3 separate regions of the Sus scrofa genome follow, and all the other regions are linked to region 2. The links are chromatin contacts, called in public HiChIP or PLAC-seq maps. All regions are on one chromosome and are shown on one strand. Each heading gives the region's core, a stretch centred on a gene start, on an enhancer-like site or on the middle of the called end of the contact. The rest is flanking DNA. Distances are from core to core; before and after follow the strand shown. Region 1 has its middle 7.7 kb from the start of EPCAM. Region 2 overlaps TTC7A (tetratricopeptide repeat protein 7A). Region 3 has its middle 35 kb from the start of EPCAM.

Region 1 (4,216 bases), core at 118-2,617, 330 kb after region 2:
CCCACATGCTATTTTTTTTCTGGGCTGTCTTTTTGACCAAAGGGGAGGTAGAAATTGGCCCTTAACAGTGCTCTAACTGTGTAAGGAGACTCAACTTACCACGCATCAGCTCCTAGCTGTATTCTAGCAAGTTCTGCCAGCTGCTGACCATGGGCGGGGGAGTTCTAACTGTAGGTTTGCTCTCTACAGGACTTTGCTTGTTTGTTTTTGTCTTTTCTAGGGCTGCACCCTTGGCATATGGAGGTTCCCAGGCTAGGGGTCCAATAGGGGCTACAGCTGCTGACCTACACCACAGCCACAGCAACACAGGATCCGAGCTGTGTCTGCAACCTACACCACAGCTCATGGCAATGCCAGATTGTTAACCCACTGAGCGAGGGTAGGGATCAAACCCGCAACCTCATGATTCCTAGTCAGATTCATTTCTGCTTCGCCACAACAGGAACTCCCCTACAAGACTTTATATCACCATCACCACCATCCCGCCCACCCCTATTGTAACCCGCTGCTAGTTCACCTGATTAATCCTGTGTGGAAATGGAAATATGGTCATTACTTTATCACAAAACTTTCCTACAAACTCCTGGAACTTCCCCTTCTTTTCTGACAAACCAGGAACCAAGGAAGACGGGACACATCCTCCCTCACCTCTTCTCTATCCGCTTCTTTATTTCCTTCTTTCACTTCCTTCTACCAATTCAAGGCAATCATTCTCTTACTCAGGCAGCCCTCAGTGACTACTGATCCTTAGCAGAAGGACAGGGGACAGCCTGGACTCCCCGGAACATTATCAAACTGGGTACATTCTGAGTCAGTATTGTGTACAGTGATGTGCGTTGTATGTGGTTCAGCTGGACTCTGACACTTGATAATTCATTCATCCTGCGTAGGAGTACCAGTGAAATGAAGTTTGTGACACTTAGTTCATTCTTATCATACATCTTGATTTTCTAGGGACATCTTAGGAGTTCTTATGGGAACATACAGATAATTTTAGAAAGGAAAGCAATCTAAGTGTGTGGTTTTTTCCTTTGTGGTTTCCTTATCATGCCTTGCATGGTAGAGAGACACTCACTGCCTGTGGTGGCCTGTTCCCTTCCTCTACCACCCGTCCTTTCTCTCCCAGTGAACCGTGGCTCACATATTTCATCTCTTGCCAAATAAGAGTCCTCTCCTTGCTGGAGACTACAAGTGGGGGCGCAGTGGGCCTAGAACCCAGGGGAGCAGACTTAGGGGTCCTACCTTAGGGGTCTCCTACTTAGTCTCAGGTCCTAAGACCCCTGTTCAAAAAAAACCTGCCAATGCATTCGTTCTCAACTAGCAACACGAGAACTCAAGGCTGCAGTCCTGTTGGACCCTGTCCAATTACCAGGAGAAAGAACTTCCTCACAATGGTTCATGTATACTCTGTTGCTTCAGAGATGTCACTAAACTGTCTGAAAAAAAAAAAAAAAGCTCTCAGGTTTCATAAGGGCTATTGCCAACACCATAAATGACCTGTCATAAAGACCCCACCCCTCTCCGAACCTGATAAGGCAAAGGTTAAGGTCCATCTCTGTTAGCTACACTCTTATTTCCTTCTGTCTAGGCCAGAATACAATTTCTGGAACAAACCAGTTCCTCTCTTAAGTGTCTCTAAGAACAGTATATTCTTTTTACCACTGTTGAATGGTTAAGTCGGAGTTTCCATCATGACGCAGCAGAAACAAATCGACTAGGAACCATAAGGTTTCAGGTTGGATCCCTGGCCTCGCTCAGTGGTTAAGGATCTGGCGTTGCTGCGAGCTGTGGTGTAGGCCGGCAGCTGTAGCTCCAATTTGACCCCTAGCCTGAGAACCTCCATATGCTGCTAGTGCAGCCCTGAAAAGCAACAACAACAACAACAACAACAGAAAAAGAATGGTAAAGTCATATGCAAAGTAAATGCACGGTACTTATTAATGATCATGACTTACTCATTCAAGTGACTCATGCATTCATTTAGCTAAGATGGGTCACCCCATGGCCCCTACTTTACCATATCCTTTCAGAGAGACCACATCTCCCACTCCCAAGATTCCACCACCACCACACTGTGGGGGCGGGCTGTCACCGTGAAGTTCCTGGACCTTCTTACTAACTATTCAAATCCACACAGCTCAGGCTGATTTCCAATCTCCCTCCCAGAACGTGTTAGATCAATCCCATCATGCTTTCTATCTTATTCTCCTCAGTCACTGCCAGAAGAACAAGCCCTCTGGGTCAACATTGGCCATTCATCCCAGAATCCCCAAGCATCACCTAATCTACTCCATCCCCTCCCTGCCCTCCCCAAACTCTTCCACCGTGCCCTTTCCAACTCCAGATCCATCACTATCAAACATTCCAGTAGCCTCCTCTCCTTTGAACATTCCCTCCATGTCCTGGCAGTAAGCGGACCTGTCAGTCCCTGATTATCCCATCTGCTCTGTCGCCCTTTCAGCTAGAAGGTACTGACATCCCAGGCACTTGAGGACCAGGGGGATGTGGTAGCTGTGCTGCTTGTCATTTCCAAGTGATTTCTTTCCTTCCCTGCTTCTGAACATCCAGCTCCTTTGAAGCCCCATCCTACCCTCTCTCGTCCTTCCAGCTCACGCACTCAAGAACTCCTATGGTAACCCACTGAGCAAAGCCAGGGATTGAACCCACAACCTCATGGTTCCTAGTCGGGTTCGTTATCCACTGTGCCACGACGGGAACTCCGTCTTTCTCCCTTTCTCAATGCAGTCCCTCCTTCAGTTATTCCTGGTCTCCCTACCCCATCAGTCTCCCCTCTCTCCTGGATCATTTAATCACTAACATATAGAAACATGTTATAGTCTCCCTCAGATCAATAAGAACCTTCCTTGAGCCCTCATGTCTCCATTTCACTATCCTATTTCTCTCATTATCTTGGAAAAAATTGTGCAAGAGTTACCTGCATCTGTTCTCCCTCCTTCCCTCTCCTCTTTCTCTCCCCACCTCCAGCTCCTCCTCCTCCTCCTCCTCTTCTCCTTCTTCTTGCCATACCTGAGACATGTGGAAGTTCCTGGGCCAGGGATAAAACTCACACCACAACAGTAATCCAAGTTGCGGCAGTGACAATGCCAGATCCTTCACTTGCTGAGCCACAGGAGAGCACCTGTTCTCTCTTCTTCTTTTTAGGGCCACACCCATTGCATATGGAAGTTCCCAGGCTAGGGGTCGAACTGGAGCTACAGCTACCAGTCTATGCCACAGCCTCGGCAACATGGAATCTGAGCCTCGTCTGCGACCTACGCCATAGCTCATGGCAACGCCAGATCCCTAAGCCACTGAGCAAGACCAGGGAAGGAGCCTGCATCCAGGGAAGAGCCTGCATCCTCATGGACACTAGTCGGATTTGTTTCCGCTGCGCCACGATGGGAACTCCGTCTCTTCTTCTTGACTGCTATTTCCTGTCAATATCTCTCCAAGATGGCTGAGATACCACTGGAACGACCAAAGCCAATGGACTCTTCTATGTCATCTGTCTTGATTTTTCAGCAGCATTCAGTACAGTTGACCATTAACTGTATTTTGAAAACCCTTTCCTCTTGATTTTTGTGATACCCCTCCTAGCTTATTCCTGCTCGGTTGGCCACTGCTCCTCCATGTTCTTTCCTTGCTCCTCCTCTTCATTTCAACCCCTAAGTGATAGATTACTTGTCCTGAACCCTTTTTTCTCTATCTCCACTCTCTCCCCAGTTGCTTCATGTACTCCTGTAGAATTTAGTCTTACACATGCTACACCCTACTTGACATCTCTGTTTGATTAAAGGATCACTTGGATTTCCCCATCCCCACCCCAAGTCCTTTCCTTCCCCAATTTTCCCCTTGTTGGCAAATGGCACCATCATCCCCCACAGCTGCTTAAACTAAGAGCCAAGGACTCATCTTTTTTTTTTTTTTTTTTTTTCCCAGTACCCATAGAAGTTCCCAGGGCAAGGATTGACCCCATGTCACAGCAATGACCTAAGCCACAGGCAGTGACAACACTAGATCCTTAACTGTTAGGCCACCAGGAAACTCCAGGAGTCACCTTTGATTCCTCACCCTCATAGCCCACATTGGCATTAGCAAGTCCTCTTTGCTCTAACTCCAAAAATCTCTCTCTCAGGTATTGATACTTCTCTCCATCTTTACTGCCACCACCTCTGTGCAGGTTAACGTGATTTCTCACCTGGGTGAAGCCATAGCC
Region 2 (4,358 bases), core at 1,425-3,924:
CAGATTAACAGACTGACCTCCAAGGCCAAGGGCAGGCATCCAGTGATTTGAATCTTGACTTGGCCATTCACAACCTGTCTAGCCTGGGCACGTTCCTTACCTCCCTGATCCTCAGCTTTCTCATCGGTAAAATGGAGCAAATAGGGTCTCTCCTGAATCAGGTCTCTCTTGCAGTGATGGGGTGGCTGGCATAAGGAAATGAATGTGAAAATGCCTGGTACATTGTGGATGTTCAGTGCGTATTCATTTCATCCTGTTAAATACTTGGTTCTGACTCAGTCATTTTATTTGTCTTTTGTCTTTTTAGGATTGCATCTGCGGCACATGGAGGTTCCCAGGCCAGGGGTCTAATTGGAGCTACAGCTGCCGGCCTACACCACAACCACAGCAACACCAGATCCAAGCCGCGTCTGCGACCTACACCATAGCTCATGGCAACGCCAGATCCTTAGCCCACTGAATGAGGCCAGGGACCAAACCTCATTCCTAGTCGGATTTGTTTCCGCTGCGCCACGACAGGAACTCCATGACTCAGTCATTTTAGAAAACATTTGGGTTCAGGTCTGGTTGGGAGGAAAATTGGTTTGAGGATGCCATTTGATTTAAAAAAAAAAAAAAAAAAAAAAAAAGCTTCCTGGGCTTGATTCCATTTGGGACTTGGCGGATGAGCACAGGTTGTTCTAGCTTCTGGCACCCGGTTTGCTCTAACATGAGGCCCTGCTGTGCTGCAAAGGAAAAGGGTCAGTTAGCGCTGCCAGCTCAGGTCACTGGGGACAGTAGAGGTGGGAGAGCCTTGTGCCCTCACTGGTGGGATGATTTCTGCTTCAGGAGCCCAAGGCACAGGGGAGCAGGGCCTGGCATGGGGCTGGCCAGGGACCCTGGGAGGGTGGGACACATCACAGCATGTTATTTCTTGGCTCTGTAGACTGGCAGCTGGAGATCTGGTGATAATTATGTCTGCTGGTGGGGGACAAGTGACAGCACGGGCAGGCTCTGACAGCATCCTCCAGGGAGGGGCAAGCCCCATGCCAGATGCCGCCAGGAGGCTTCTTCCTGGGGTGATGGTTGTTGGGGGGTGAGTGGCAGACCCTGAGGCTGGTTCTTGACCAGATCAGAGGCAGTCTCCAAGGACAGGGCTGAGCAGAGCCCTGGACACATGTCCAAGGGGCTTGTTCTCCGCAGAGAAGCAGCATCTGGTGCCTGAATGAGAAAGCCCAGCCTTATGTTTTGCTTTGGTGCTTCCCTAGGCAGAGCCATCCCAGGCCTCTGGTGGCATGAACGGAGGCACTTAGAGGCAAGGGAAGAGCCAGAGTGAAGTCAGAATGTCTGTGTTCTAGTCAGGGTCCTGAACCCCCTGTTTGTATGCCTCAGGGAGCCTCCCTGGTCTGTCTGGGCCTCGGTTTTCTCATCTATAAAATCGGACAATAGAACAGGAGCTGGTCGTTGTATTATGAGATACCACTTAGAAAGTGCTCCGCAAGTTGGTTCCCTCCTCCTACCCTGTTTGTTTGCAGGATCAGAGAGGAGAGACGAGGCTGGGCAAAGTGAAGGTCAGTGCCGTCCAGGGCCCTGCAGCCAGCGTTGTCAGAAATGGGGCTGGCAGAGGAGGCCCAGGAGGCTGCAGGTACTCAGGGCAGCGGAAGCTGCCCTGGACTGGCCGCCGGAGGGTTCAGTCTTAATTCCTGGGGACCTTGCACAAGTGTGTTCATCCCCTGGGGCTCGGTTTCCCCATCTGCAAAAGGGGCATCCGTGATTTCATCCCGCCCCTCTGTGGGGTTACTGTGAGGCCAGACGAGATGCCGGCCGTGGTAACTCAGCTCCTAAAACGCATGGCACACGCATAAGGAATGGCTATTTGAGCCAGAACCACCCTGCCTGAGGAGTTTCACATGGGCTGGCCGGCTTTAGGGAATGGAGGTGTTCCTTGTGGGTGTTTTCTCGAGGCCCCATGTTTGCTTCATGGATGGAGAGGCCCAAAGACAATGGGTCATGCTGAATCGTGGGGGGATGAGGTGGAGCATGTTTGGCTTTTCTTTGGCTTTTCCTTTCCTGGCTGGCCAGAGGCCTGGGGCAAATGTCCCTCAGTATGGGGAGGCTGCCCCTGGGAGGACAGCAGAGAGCCCAAGACTAGGGACAGGGACAGCTGCTGAGCCCTGCTTGGGATTAAGTGCACCCCCAGTGGTAGGAGTGGGGGGTTTTGCAGGGGAAAGTGTAGGACGACAACCTGCCCTCCTTCCAAGGCGAGTCAGGAGTCTGGTGTTAAGAACATGTAGTGTCTGTGTAATTTATGTCTGTCACTGCACTTGATCTGGAAGATTTCCTTGTGAAGACACTGCAGTGGTGGAAGAGAAAGAGTGTGGCTGAGACTGGTTCAAGGCAGGCTGCTGATGGGGCTAGAGGTATTAAGCAGCCTAAGCGGGGTGAGCCCAGCAGAGGAGGGAGGGGCACAGCCAGGGCGCCCTGGGCAGGGGCTTGAAGCCCCCAGAGAGACTGAAGGCTGCTCTGGCTCCTGAGCTGCACATGAATTCCTACCGCGTGGACGGCCCCCTTGCTTTTTTCTGCCCCTTCTCCCCCTCCACCCCGTTGCCATGGCTACATACACACCCGCTGCCCAGCTGCCCTGCAAACGCTGAAGTGGTTCACCGCAGCCCTGCCCCAAAACCATGGCAACCTCTCAGCAAACTTCTGCTTTTGGTTGTCCTTTGGGGACCCGCGCTTTCCTCTTGGCACAAGTGCCAAGTCCCAAGGACCCTTGAGAAGGTGCCTTCCCCACTGTCTGCCTGTTGGGGGAGGGGCTGTCCCCAGGCGGAGGAGATGCTCCTGGGATCCCCACTTCTGTGACCCAGTGCTTGCCCAGCCCCGTGCTGGAAATCCACGCCTCCCTCCCACCAGGCACGCATATTCAGAGACACTGTTCTGGGTCAAGGTCAAGGTCTAGGGCAACAGGAGGAAGTTGCCACACCAGGCCCAGAAATCTTTCTCTCTCTCGAATGTCACTTGTAAGTGCCCTGTGTGGGCCTCTGCTGGGGCTGGGAGGCGAGAGTTGAGTGAGATGCATCCTTGCCCTGAGGACTGATGCCAGTGGGGTCCAGGGTTCAGGGTGGGGGGAGGATGAGGGGGGCGCCCAGCCTCCCCTGACAAGATGAGTCAGGGTCAGTGGCAGAAGGAAGGGGTCCCCGAGTTGAGTTGAAGGAGCCAGAAGGCATCCACGTTGACAAAGGGAACAAAGACAGGCCTTGGTGAGGAGCGGGAGCCACAGGAAAGGACTTGGTACCTGCTGGAGAGAAGCTGGCCCGGTGGGCAGGGCCTGGAGCTCAGACTGCCCTGGTGGGGGTGGTGGGGGCTGCTGCACTTGGAGGACAGACCAACCAGAGCTCACTGCCCACCATCCCCTGCATGAGACTAGGCTGCATGGCTGGGTCCCCAGTCCTGGAGGTGCCTGGCAGGGGGCCTACCCCTGTGGGCTGCCTGCCCTGCCCCCTTTCCCCCCAGCCCAGAGGTCTAGGTCAGATTCCGTTCATACGTGTCCTAGGTACTGCTGCTGCTGCCAGTTCCATAGCTCCTCTCTGAGGGCAGGGACAGTCTCCCATCCTCCCCCCGCCACTGCCTGGTGGGACCAGAGCTGGGAAGAAGTTGCCGGAGGTGGAGGAGCAGGGAGGTACATGGCCTGGCACAGAGCGAGTTTTGTGTTCTTCGGTGAGATAGCTCCTGCCAAGGCTCTCCTTAGAATTTCTTCTCTCTTCCTGTTGGTGCCCGTGTGGGTGGATTTCATCAGGAAGGAGGGGGATTTCTCTGGCACTTTCCCTCTCTGTACCTCTCCATTAACCCTTTGGAGCCTGACCAGCTCCTACTTACCAGGCTGGCACCAGTGCCCTTCTGGGCATCACCTGGCATCCCCGGCACCATTTCCTGGGGCAGGTCCCAGGTCCATTGGGGCGATGGGCAGCCCTTGCCTATTGTGTCTGGCAGGGCAGCCACCAGGAACCCCAACCACTGGGCTGAAATGACCCAGAGGGTGAGTCACATCCTTGGGTCTTATAGGCATTTTGGCTTCTAGAAGCCTCTCTGGGAGTGTACTTCAGGCCTGCAGGACAGGACCTACAGTCCAAAGGCCTCTGAAGCCATCACCCTCGGGAGCCTTGGCCCCTGACCTGGAGAAGGGGATAGTGCTCTTGTCCAGAGGGCGGTTGGAAGGACCACCTGTGGACGTGTTTGAATCTGACCAGCGGGCTCTGGGTTTTAAGTGTCAGCAGTTCCTTTTTATTCCTTCAAGAGGGCCGAGTCCTTGGATCTGAGGTCTTTAATGGGGAAGTAAAGGAAGCCGAATCCCAACTCAATGGAAGGGGTTCAGCCCCTTC
Region 3 (4,367 bases), core at 985-3,484, 310 kb after region 2:
CAGGTGGAGCCCATGGAGCAGAGAAGAGAGAGCCCAGGACCCATCTCAGGGAGGCAGGGAGGCGGCCAGAGGCAGACCACGCATGCATGACGGGTTCGACCTGCAGTGCACACTTCATTGTTCCATCAGACTTCATGTACAAAACATAAATTCAAAAATAACATTATTAAGGAGTTCCCATCGTGGCACAGTGGTTAACGAATCTGACTAGGAACCATGAGGCTGTGGGTTTGATCCCTGGCCTTGCTCATTGGGTTAAGGATCTGGCATTGCTGTGAGCTGTGGTGTAGGTCACAGACACAGCTCAGATCCCGAGTTGCAGTGGCTGTGGTGTAGGCCGGCTGCTACAGCTCCAATTAGACCCCTAGCCTGGGAACCTCTAAATGCCGAGGATGCGGCCCTAAAAAGACCAAAGACAAAAAAAAAAAAAAGATGATATTAAGAATGGTGAATGTATTCTTAAAATGATCTTCTTTAATAATGCTTTAATAATTCTTAAAATGATTAAAAGTTAAAAGCATCGAGACCACGGCCACAGAACATTAACCCCCCGTGCAGCCTTTTCAAGTGTGAGCCCTTCTGAGGGGCCGTGACCATGACCGCACAGGTTATGCACCCCTGGCCACAGCTGTCAATGCACACATCTTCCAGTATGGGTCCTTGGCAAAGTCTCTTGTTCCCACTTGCTCCTGTTAGAGCTGAGATGGATCCTGAGATTGGCATTAGGAGAGGCATGAAGCTCTCCACGGCAATAATAAAACATCAGCCGAAGGCCTGCAGAGTGTGGTTGAGCAGCCTTAGACTCAGATCACTGCCACCTCATCAGCTTCTTCCAGATGCTAAACGGCACCTCGGCGTCTTGAGAGTCTGGGTTGTTTGTGTCAGAAGTAATAACTTGGATTTTATTTGCCTTTGAAAACTGGATAAGCGTCCATTCACCAGCCTCTGAAATCAGACCCATATTTCATGTTTCCCCATGTGCTTTGAGAAAAGTCTATAAACCCACAGACACGTTTTTTTTTTCCTCCCCAAGGTGAAACTTGACTTTAATACTTAATACCACTGATTCCTGGGGAGCTGTGCTGGGAACATCTTTTTTTTAGGCTCCATTTCTCATCTTAAGGGATTCGATGAATATGCACCCACTCTTCATTATGGAAAGTTTTGAAGACCTCTGAAGTAAAGGAAGGCAGATTTGGGGTTAAACATTAAAAAAGAATAATAGAGAATAATAGGAAAGTTTTCACTTTGATTTCAGAGTTGATTTGTGGCTTCTTCCAAGACTGAAAAATAGCCCCTAAGCAAAAACCTTGTTTTAATACCCAAACATAAATAACACCAGGCAACTGAGAGCATTCAAGTTGAGTTCTTTGGTTATACAAGCATATCTGAATAAATCCCAAATCTCTACCGGGCTCCTTCTTCCTATTTTTTGTGTAGAAACTGGGGCCAGCAGGACTGGTCACTCTGGCAGAGCTGGGCATCAGCAGTGCCTGGGCCATGGTCAGCCGTGTGGCAGGAAAGTTTCTTAAAGGGCTTCACTGGCCAAGAGCCTTTGTATGGTCAGGAGCTGGCAAGAAGGGCTCTCCCAGGTGCCCAGAGCCCCAGATCACAGGCCTACTTTTCCAGTGAGCACTGAGACAGAGTCTCTGAGGAAGATGGCCAGGGCCCGGCAATCAGATGCGTAGGGTTTGGATCTACTGTTCTTCGAACATTTATGCCAATGTGACCTAATTTGCTAAGCAGGGGCTAAAAAAGCTAGATATACCTATTTAAATTCAAAACCAAAAGACAGGAGTTCCCGTGGGGGCGCAGTGAAATGAATCCGAATAGGAACCGTGAGGTTGTGGGTTCCATTCCTGGTCTTGCTCAGTGGGTTAAGGATCCTGCATTGCAGTGAGCTGTGGTATAGGTTGCAGACTCGGCTCAGATCTGATGTTTCTGTGGCTGTGGTGTAAGCTGTCTCTGTAGCTGTGATTATACCCCTAGCCTGGGAGCCTCCATATGCTGTTGGTGTGGCCCTAAAAAAAAAAAAGAGAGAGAGAGAGAGCAAAGCCAAAAGAAACTAAGGGATGATTTCTGATGGGGCATGGTGGTGGGAACACCATTCCACATTGGATTTGTCTCTCACCTCATGCGGGAAGGCAAGGCTCTGATCTTTCCTGGATTATGGAAAAAGAGCATGGAAGTTGTCCTTGGTTTTGGTGAACTCTACCCACTATGGCCAGCAGAGGGCGGTACTGCATTTCAAAGTGGGGGTTGGAGGCCTATTAAAGAATTTAGATATAAAATTTGAGCCCCCTCCACACACCCCACCCCCTCATATTCTCAGTAACTTGTCTAAAGAAAGGTCTCCTTTTCGTCTGCTTCCTAATTCTTGGAAAGCTTAAAGAAATTCTGAAGGGACTCTGTGGCTGTTGTGAGGGAAAAAAATTTTTTCTTCATTGGGATGGCCTTGAGCAAAATTATACCATTCTAGACACTCCATTGCCCCCCTACACACACCCCTTCGATCTCCCCAGCCCTAGGCCCCTGGGCTTTCTTTGTCTCTTTCAATGTTGTGTGTACCGTATCTTCTCTCTCTTTCCCTCCGGTCCTTTGAAGCTTGCTCTTTAGTTACACAATGCAAGGCTTTGCTCTCCATTAAAAGGAATGTCAGGCCTCGGTGAGCAGGTGTGGAAACAGGGGGGAGAGAGCCTTCTAGCATGCCTGACATCAATCATACCTTGACAGCAGGTCAAGCCAAATAGAGTCTTTTTTCTTTTTTTTTTTTTTTTGGCTTTTTGCTTTTTCTAGGGCAGCTCCCACGACATATGGAGGTTCCCAGGCTAGGGGTCCAGTTGAAGCTGCAGCTGCCGGCCTACGCCAGAGCCACAGCAGCACCAGATCGAGCCGAGTCTGCGACCTACACCACAGCTCATGGCAATGCTGGATCCTTAACCCACTGAGCAAGGCCAGGGATCAAACCTGCAACCTCATGGTTCCTAGTCGGATTTGTTAACCACTGCGCCACGATGGGAACTCCAAGCCAAGTAGTCTGAGTCTGAATCTCTGGCCGCTGAAGCACCAGCTGCTCTAACCTGAGGTCCTGCCTCCTAGCTCCAGACCCGCTCTCCATGGTGATGACAGTCATGGCTCCTAATCTCTTTCCTAATCATGCCTGTAACTAACCCTAATGTAAATTTGCCTTATGAGAGGCAGAGAATTTCCTTGGGGGGACATTCCCACCACAATTACCCTAACCCTATCCTCAATTAGCCAGATCTTAGCCCAAGCTACATGCTAATGTTTGGCTGTGAGACCCCGTCCTCATCCCTTCCTCTGTCTTCTGGGCTCCTTCTGGGCACCAGGGCCTTTTCAGAAAAAATCTAAAGGTGCATTTCCTCCCATCCTGACTTCCTCAAATTTTATCTCTGCATCTCTCATCTGGTAGGGTGCTGTGCTCCACTGGAAACCCCACTGGGTGGAAAAAATCCTCAATTCACCATTCCTGACAAGGTGTTCACTTTTTTTTTTTTTTTTTTTTGTCTTTTTAGGGCCACACCCATGACATATGGAAGTTCAGGCTAGGGGTAGAAGTGGAGCTGTAGCTGCAGGCCTATGCCATAGCACAGCAGTACCAGATTTGAGCCATATCTGTGACCTACACCACAGCTCACAGCAATGCCAGATCTTTAACCCACTGAGTGAGGCCAGGGATTGAACCCATGTCCTCACGGATACTAGTCAGGTTCATTACCGATGAGCCACAACAGAACTCCAGGTGTTCACATTTTTTTTTTTTTTTTTTTTGGTCTTTTTGCCATTTCTTGGGCTGTTCCTGCGGCATATGGAGGTTCCCAGGCTAGGGGTCGAATCAGAGCTGTAGCCACCAGCCTACACCACAGCCACAGCAACGCGAGATCTGAGCCTCATCTGCAACCTACACCACAGTTCATGGCAATGCCAGATCCTTAACCCACTGAGCAAGACCAGGGATCGAACCCAAAACCTCATGGTTCCTAGTCAGATTCGTTAACCACTGAGCCACGACGGGAACTCCCAGGTGTTCACATTTTAACAAGAGGAAAATACACAAAGGAACTGAAGTCTAAAAGTGAGACTCTTAGCTCAGGGCAGAGACGTACTTAAGTGGAGGTGATCAGGTCACCACATCGATAGCTGCCTCTTCAACCCCCACTGAAGCCAGCCTTGAATGGAACCAGACAGCACAGGGCCAAACCCACCCAGCCAGGTGTGGTTAACATCCGCCTCTGCCAAGCACTGTCTCTTTCGCAGAACCGCAGGTGATGTCATCGCGGAGGCTGCATTCTCTGTTTGTTCGGAGAGAGAATCACCTCCACTCACCTTTGCAGGTAATTCTCCGC

What was found. HiChIP or PLAC-seq counts read pairs in DNA pulled down with a chosen protein or histone mark.
Region 1: an H3K27ac HiChIP or PLAC-seq map of alveolar macrophages shows a contact between it and region 2. The contact joins two enhancer-like sites. A contact is called at or near these places in 1 of 5 promoter capture datasets (fetal liver) and 1 of 2 datasets of contacts at active chromatin or transcription factors (alveolar macrophages).
Region 3: an H3K27ac HiChIP or PLAC-seq map of alveolar macrophages shows a contact between it and region 2. The contact joins two enhancer-like sites. A contact is called at or near these places in 4 of 47 Hi-C or Micro-C datasets (blood, liver and subcutaneous adipose tissue) and 2 of 2 datasets of contacts at active chromatin or transcription factors (alveolar macrophages and skeletal muscle).

What each region holds. Positions count from the first base shown.
Region 1 is chr3:93,190,847-93,195,062 of Sscrofa11.1, reverse strand. No RefSeq gene overlaps it. Among named protein-coding and RNA genes, the nearest start is that of EPCAM, 7.7 kb to the right of the region's middle. Within about 2 kb of position 1,367, at least 20 of the 83 cell types and tissues checked have an H3K27ac peak or open chromatin away from gene starts, as enhancers often do. A contact at or near this core is called in alveolar macrophages, where this site is marked.
Region 2 is chr3:93,525,712-93,530,069 of Sscrofa11.1, reverse strand. All of the region lies in intron 8 of TTC7A (tetratricopeptide repeat protein 7A), which reads left to right. Among named protein-coding and RNA genes, the nearest start is that of TTC7A, 64 kb to the left of the region's middle. Within about 2 kb of position 2,674, at least 24 of the 83 cell types and tissues checked have an H3K27ac peak or open chromatin away from gene starts, as enhancers often do. A contact at or near this core is called in alveolar macrophages, where this site is marked.
Region 3 is chr3:93,217,913-93,222,279 of Sscrofa11.1, reverse strand. No RefSeq gene overlaps it. Among named protein-coding and RNA genes, the nearest start is that of EPCAM, 35 kb to the right of the region's middle. Within about 2 kb of position 2,234, at least 6 of the 83 cell types and tissues checked have an H3K27ac peak or open chromatin away from gene starts, as enhancers often do. A contact at or near this core is called in alveolar macrophages, where this site is marked.